Linked DNA regions of Mus musculus: region 2 is linked to region 1. Evidence: chromatin contacts called from public Hi-C data. All regions are on one chromosome and are shown on one strand. The core of a region is the stretch at or near the end of the contact, and the rest is flanking DNA. Distances in the headings are between cores, read along the strand shown.

Region 1 (3,261 bases), core at 472-2,971:
CACCCTGACATGGCAGTGGGGCTTATAAAGGAAAGGGACACCAATCACTTAATGATTCTATAGCAGCATGTGGATGTGGCTTCTTGTCTCTACATCCGTGGGTCATGCAGCATGGTGTGTTGCACAGAATGTGCTGGCTGCTAGCGATAGCCAGCTTCCCCTCCCCATCAAGGTGGCAAGCTCCTGAGTGAACCAGTCTGGGGCACATCGTGTGTAGCAGGGCAGCATGACATTGGGTGTGACAGCTTGGATGGGAACCAACACCGTCTGTCTTAGTTAGGGTTTTACCACTGTGAACAGACACCATGACCAAGTCAACTCTTAGAAGAAAAACATTTAAACAGTTTCAGAGGTTCAGTCCATTATTATCAATGAGGGAACATGGCAGCATCTAGAGTTCTACATCTTCATCTGAAGGCTGCTAGTGGGAGGCTGATGTCCAGGTGGCTAGGGTGAGGGTCTTAAGCCTACACCCATAGTGACGCACCTACTCTTACAGGGCCACACCTTATAATAGTGCCACTCCACTATTATACAAACCATCCCACCGACTCTCACCACTGACTTTAGGAAGCCATCTAGACTCAGCAGATCTCAGCGTCTCCTCCATAAAATTGAAGCCTAAGATGAGTGAATGATAGCATGTGCCTTCTTCACTGATGGTGACTATTCATCTTGTAATAAGAGATGTGCGTATTGATCTGACTGAGTCAGCAGATGACAGAGCTTTAATTCTGGATAGTAACAAATTGATATCATGTAATCTTTGTTGTATTTCTTGGCAGGGGAAGGAAGAGAAGAGTGGAAAAAGAAAAGGAAGGGGAGGGGAGGGAAGTCAGAGGAGGAGGAGAGAAGAGATCCTAGAGTTGACATCAGGTCAAGGTTAACCACAGCTCAAGGGAGACACAGCTACAGTGTCCTATTCAGGTCTCCTATAATCTTGTGAGTTACTTACATGTCTGCACAAGAAGATCATTTGCATACTTGCAAATGGATGCATGCATGTACTAGGGACATTGTTGCTATTTGTAATTGTACGAAGCTTATTGAGGAGGAAGTCTGTCAGGGAAGTCCGCACACCACTTGCTGCCCTGACCTGCTGGTTCTTGGTCTCCAACTCATTCCTTAGCTGTGATCTTTCACGCTAGAAACCACCTCCGGTGCTGTCCATCTCCTCATACCCATGTCTAAGAAGCCCTTCCTAAATCCTTCCCAAGGAAGCCTGTACTGTCTGACTCTGCCCTCTGCAGCTCTCCGATGCACCGTTGAGGTCTTTCTCCTAAGTGCCAGGGGTGACCTGACACTGTGACTCCTCATCCCAGGCTTCCAGTATCCTCACCATTGTATCCAGGATAAGTTCACCAAACAGGACTTTAGTCTTCTCTATTCCGGACTTCCGGCTACCTGACACTACAGATTTATGCTGGATGCAGAGAAAGCAGAGGACGCTGTGTAGAAAAGGGATGGAAGGGATCCCAATTTCAGTCTCCTCTCACAGGCAGAATATGAGCCCAAGAGAGCTGGGCCTCCTCAAAAAGACTCTGTTTGGATCTCTTCTTTTCATACAAAGAGATTGGGACTTGTTGTTGCTTCCCGGGGTAGTTGGTGACCTTAGTCTGGGAAGTTACAGCACCTCCTAGCTTCACTTTCCCATGGCTCCCCACACACAAAAGCTCTGACTTCAGGCTAGCTGTTACTGCTGGGTCTTACTCCATGACTAAGGCAACAGCGCCACCTTCTGGTCTTAGTGCCACAGCGGTGGTGCTCTTGAGTGCTCTTGTGTGCCCTCTTGTGGACTTGTGGATGATGAGGCGCAGAGAGAGGTGGCTGGAGAACCTCCCACGAGGTGTCTGATTTTGTTGGCTAGTGTAGAGGAAAGCCTAGAAATTAAGGCTTTGCAACAACTTAGGTGCAGAGGGTCAGAGGTATAGCTATGGCGAGTTTCCAGACCCACATGAGATCTTATATTCTCTGGTGACAAATATAGCAGTGGAAATGATGTTGATGGAGAGAAAGGATTTATGGAAGATGGTGGGAAGGAGCTGAGATAGAGGCAAGGTAGAGGAAAAGAGAAGGGGATATTGTTCTGTCCCATCCTGGAGCCATCAACAAGACCAGTGCAGAGGAGCCGGCCTTTCCCCAGGAGGCGTTCCATGGAGTGTTCAGTTCCCTGTTTGAACTGATGGGCCCTCTGTGTTATTGGCAATAATTAGCTGTCCCTGGCTGGGGCTCAGCCTCGGCTCCTGTGTCAGCCATATAAGAATCTCAGTGTCTTGGGAACGTGAGCTAGGCTTGAAATATACTTCCCTGAAAGGCTTATTTTGTTTGGGGACAAGTCTCATACCAATCTGTCCTGCCAAGAAATTACTGCTGTTAAACTGTTGGTTTTCATTGCTGTCAAACACAATCTTCCCAGGAAAGTACTAGGCAGTTACCCTTGAAGGCCTGCTGGAAGAGAAGGCTTTTGCCTTTGTAGGACTTCTCTAGACCCCTCTGGGGGAATTGAAAACAACGGAAACACTTTAAGATGGCTGTAGACAGTGCAGCCGAGTCAGTCATCCTTGGGCTTCCCTCCCTAGGGTCCTGCTACCTACAAGGCCCCCATTAGTATCTCATAGGTCCCCAGGGAGACCAAATGGAGACCTATGGATATAAGCACAGCTTCGTTTTGACCATATGCTTGGCTTTACTTTTTATTCCAAATGCACACAGTCCTGCAGGGTCCGGCCTAACAGAGAGGTAAGGAAGAATGGGGGAACAGAATCCCGGCAGTATTTGTTCAGCCCTGGACGACTGCAGGGACAACGGTGCAAATAAATACAGTGGTTTCCTTTCCAGAATTCTTCTCAAAACATCTGGGAAAGCAGAGAGGGCAATGTTTTATCCTGTTGCCATTATTTTCTTATTTAATTTAATCTTGTTTATAGTGAAATTTATTCTATTGCAAACACACTGGAAAGTCAAAATATGGCCAGAGAGATTGCTACTTCAGATCATCCAATAGGGAGGGATTACTGTTGATTTGGAAGACAACGATTCTCCAAGCAGGTCTTTCCATTTTCCTCCCTTTCAGGAGTTGGTCTGTTTTAAAAGACCGTTACCATTTTAGCTTTTAAAAGGAAGTATTGTTTTTAAAAAATCAGACCACAGAGGCAGAGTAGATGATGTTTTCTAGAGGCTAAGGGGTTGGAGGATTCAGGAGATGTCGGCCTCACGACACTGAATTTCACATAACTTTACAGGATCAACCACATCGCACGG
Region 2 (3,474 bases), core at 316-2,815, 330 kb before region 1:
CTCAGTCCTGCAGATTATGCCTCTGGGATGTTTGAGAATCTTCTGCCTCAGTCCACAAGAATGCTATGCTTGTCTGTTGGCTGTGAGACCTAAAGGTCACCTAATAGCATCTTAATGTTATCACTGCCAGACTGGCCTATAGGCCAGATGACTAGCAAGCCAGCTGGGAGAGGAGGAGTCTGTGAGAGATACCAGCAACTGTCAGGCTAAGCCTGCATTCCTCAGCAGACCCTGTCAGCTCTTTATCCTGTCAGTTTCCCCTGAGGTCTTTATCGGGAACAGATTCTCAGTTCAAGGGTCAGCTGCTCACTAAACTCCAGGCTGTCTGAGGAGAAGTCCAAGCTTAAGTCAGAGCACAGGAGATGGCCCAGCTCTCTCCAATTCCAGATTTGTTTAGTATGCTTTATGAACAGATATGTCACAAAGGCCACTCCTTTGGTTAATTTTGAAGACATGGAAACTGCCCTTGTCCTTATTTAATAGTTAGTGGCAGAGGCAAATGATGTGGGTCAGCCCCCAATGATGCTGATGGAGTGTAGGATGCTATATCAAGGCAAGAAACTTTCTACCAGTGGGGATGCGGGGGAACAGGCTCACTTAAGCCATCTCTCTCCTCCACCAGTCTGTGTTAGCCATCAGTCTGTGTTAGTTTTCCTTTTAGCTCTTTATTGCCTTCTCTTTACTGTTGAATTCCTGAGCCGAGGGCATAAACTCTGTTGGAGTCAGACTTTATTTAGCGAAAACAATGCCTGAATTATGGTTGGTACTCAATAAACACCACTGAATGAAAGCACCGTAATGAGATTTCATGGTGTGGGTGCAGTGAGATTCTCCTGTCCTGGTCAAGACCTTTTTTTTTTTTTTTTTTTTTTCTCTTTTGCACCAGGTCTCATATAATACAATTTTACCTTAAACATCCCATGTAGCTGACGATGACTTTGAATTTCTGATCCTGCTTCTTTCATCAGCTGCTGGAATCAGGGACTTGAGCTGCCATGTCTGGTTTGTGCTAGACAAGCACTCTACCAGATGAGTTATATCCCTAGCCCCAGGATACTTGTTTTGTTTCCTTGTGTGTGTGTGTGTGTGTGTGTGTGTGTGTGTGTGTGTGTGTGTGCTTATGCCATGGTGTGTGGGTAGAGGTCAGAGAACAACTCTCAGGAGTCAGTCATTTCCTGCCAGTTTGTGGGATCTGGAGATTAAGCTCAGGTTGTCAGGCCAGCATGCCAGTACTTCTGCTTGCTTCTATCCACCTCAGTGGCCTTTCTAAGAATGTCTGATAAGGAGATGATGGACCCGCTTATGGGTCCAGGCTTAGGAAACAGAGATAGATCTCAATTAGAAGCCCACAGAGTATAGTCATCACTGGGTAAGATGCAAAGAGGGATGAAAAGGGAGAGGGATGGGGAAGAAGTTCACCCACAGTGGTCCTATTTACCAAATGTTTATTGGATATTTCATCTATCCCCCCTTTACATGATAAAGGACACAGTTGTTGGTTATCTATGATAAGATGTAGAGGAAGCAGTAAAGAGACTAGAGAACTTGACAGAGTCTGGAGGAAGCTTCTCTGTGTAACTGCTAAGCCTTCTTGCCAAAGCACTGAAACTCCCCTGTGAATGATTTGGAGGATATGTTGGGGGAAAGAGTGCCAATAAGTTTCACATCATCGAAACCTAGATAGAATTTGACGGTGTTTCCAGGCTTCAGAGCACAGGAGGGCCAGCCGAACGTTGTCTACTGACAAATGGACGACAACTCTGATCAAGATGAAACAGAGCACACTGATAGTCATGTAAGAATTAGCTCCCTGTGGGTGAGTTCCTGCAAGTGGCAAATTTTTCTGGGCGAGCGCTGGCAGAACTGTAGCTGTTTGTTTGATGGATCGCTGTGTTCTCCACCAGAGGTTGACCTTCGGAGAGAGCTGGGGGATGCCAAGAGTACCAGGAGGAGTGAGCGTGGCCTCAGTTTGTTCTGGTCTCACAGCCCCTTTCACTCTGCTGGCACATACTTCCTTATCTCTAACTGCTGAGCCTTCTCTCCAGCTGTACTGCATATCCTTACCTGCACGGCAGTGAGTGGCTTGGGGCTAGACACTTGAATCAGAAGCTATGCTGAAGCCCACCACTGACTCCTCCCTCCTCTTTTTTCTGTGTTGGATTCAGGGGCCCCACATTCCAGGCTGGTATTTCTGGCTTTCCTGAAACTCCCTGGGCTGCTGTAATAAATCACATCACCATTACGTAAGCGATGTATAAGTCCAGCCAGGAACACACAGCCCAGGGAAGAAGGGTGCTCAATGTTTTGAAATTTTTTTCTTTTCTCTTGGAAGAAAAACGTGTTGCTCCCATCTTTGCTGGGGCAGAAATAAACCTTGGTGTGGAGATATGGTGACAGTTCTTGACCAACATGAGTATTGTTCTGTATACAACAATTACAGAAGTGCCACTGTGGGGAAGCGCAGCGTGGCTTGCTCTGGGGGTTAGATAAACAAGATAGATTAGGCCATCTTTCCTCTGTGGGCTCCATGGTATTTTAGCCATGTCTGGCTCAGCTGAGAGCTGATATCTCAGTGGATTGAAAGATGCATAAAAAAGCCTTACCTGAGCTAGGGATCAGTCTGAACAGACAGAGCTTTCTCACCTGCTGGAAGTTACTGAACTGATTATGAACTCAGTATCATTTGTGATACTTCATCGCCTAATCATCCAGACTGAAAAAAAAACTACAAACTCCCTCTCTTTCCTTTTGTGCAAATGTCTTAGTTAGGCTTTCTATTGTTGTGACAAGATACCATGTACAAGCAAGTTGGAAAGGAAAGGGTTTATTCTTTAACACTTCTGCAGCAGTGTTCATCATGGAATGAAGTGAGGTTAAGAACTCACACAGGGCAGGAACCTGGAGGCAGGAGCTGATGCAGAGGCAATGGATGAGTGCTGCTTACTGGCTTGCTCCTAGTGGTTTGCTCGGACTGCTTTCTTATAGAACCCAGGGCCACTAGGCCAGGTATAGAGCTACTCACAATGGAGGCATTTTCTTAATTCAGATACTGGCTGTGTCAAGTCGACCTAAAGTCTAGGCAGCGCAGGTGGTCTGAATGAGAATGTCTACCGTAGGATCATGGGTTTGAGCACTTGGTCCTTGGTTATTGTTGGCATTTGGAAGATTTGGGAAATGTGGCTTTGGGGGTAATATGTCACTGGAAGCAGGACTGGAGTTTAAAGACTCATGTACCACTTCCAGTTGCTCTCCTTCAAGCTCGAATACTGAGAGTGAGCCTTCACCTTCCTGTTTCTTTTGCCATACTTTCTGTTCAGTGCCATTCTCCTCCATCACTATGGGTGCTATCCCTCTGGAACCACAAGCCTACATAAACTTTAAAAAAAAAATAAGTTGCTTTGATCTTGGTGTTTTCTCATAGCAACAGAAGGGTAACCAATATACCATCATTCCCTTGGCAAAGGAGTCACCAAG

Evidence for each region. A called contact is a pair of places that touch in the nucleus more often than the background predicts.
Region 2: a Hi-C map of muscle stem cells shows a contact between it and region 1, with 2.6 times the contacts expected there. The contact joins two enhancer-like sites. A contact is called at or near these places in 11 of 484 Hi-C or Micro-C datasets (the HL-1 cell line, cortical neurons, embryonic stem cells and 5 more) and 3 of 115 datasets of contacts at active chromatin or transcription factors (astrocytes, extraembryonic endoderm stem cells and fibro-adipogenic progenitors).

What each region holds. Positions count from the first base shown.
Region 1 is chr9:30,479,166-30,482,426 of GRCm38.p6, reverse strand. No RefSeq gene overlaps it. Among named protein-coding and RNA genes, the nearest start is that of Snx19, 53 kb to the right of the region's middle. Within about 2 kb of position 1,721, at least 25 of the 459 cell types and tissues checked have an H3K27ac peak or open chromatin away from gene starts, as enhancers often do. A contact at or near this core is called in muscle stem cells, where this site is marked.
Region 2 is chr9:30,807,747-30,811,220 of GRCm38.p6, reverse strand. No RefSeq gene overlaps it. Among named protein-coding and RNA genes, the nearest start is that of Gm31013, 28 kb to the right of the region's middle. Within about 2 kb of position 1,565, at least 36 of the 459 cell types and tissues checked have an H3K27ac peak or open chromatin away from gene starts, as enhancers often do. A contact at or near this core is called in muscle stem cells, where this site is marked.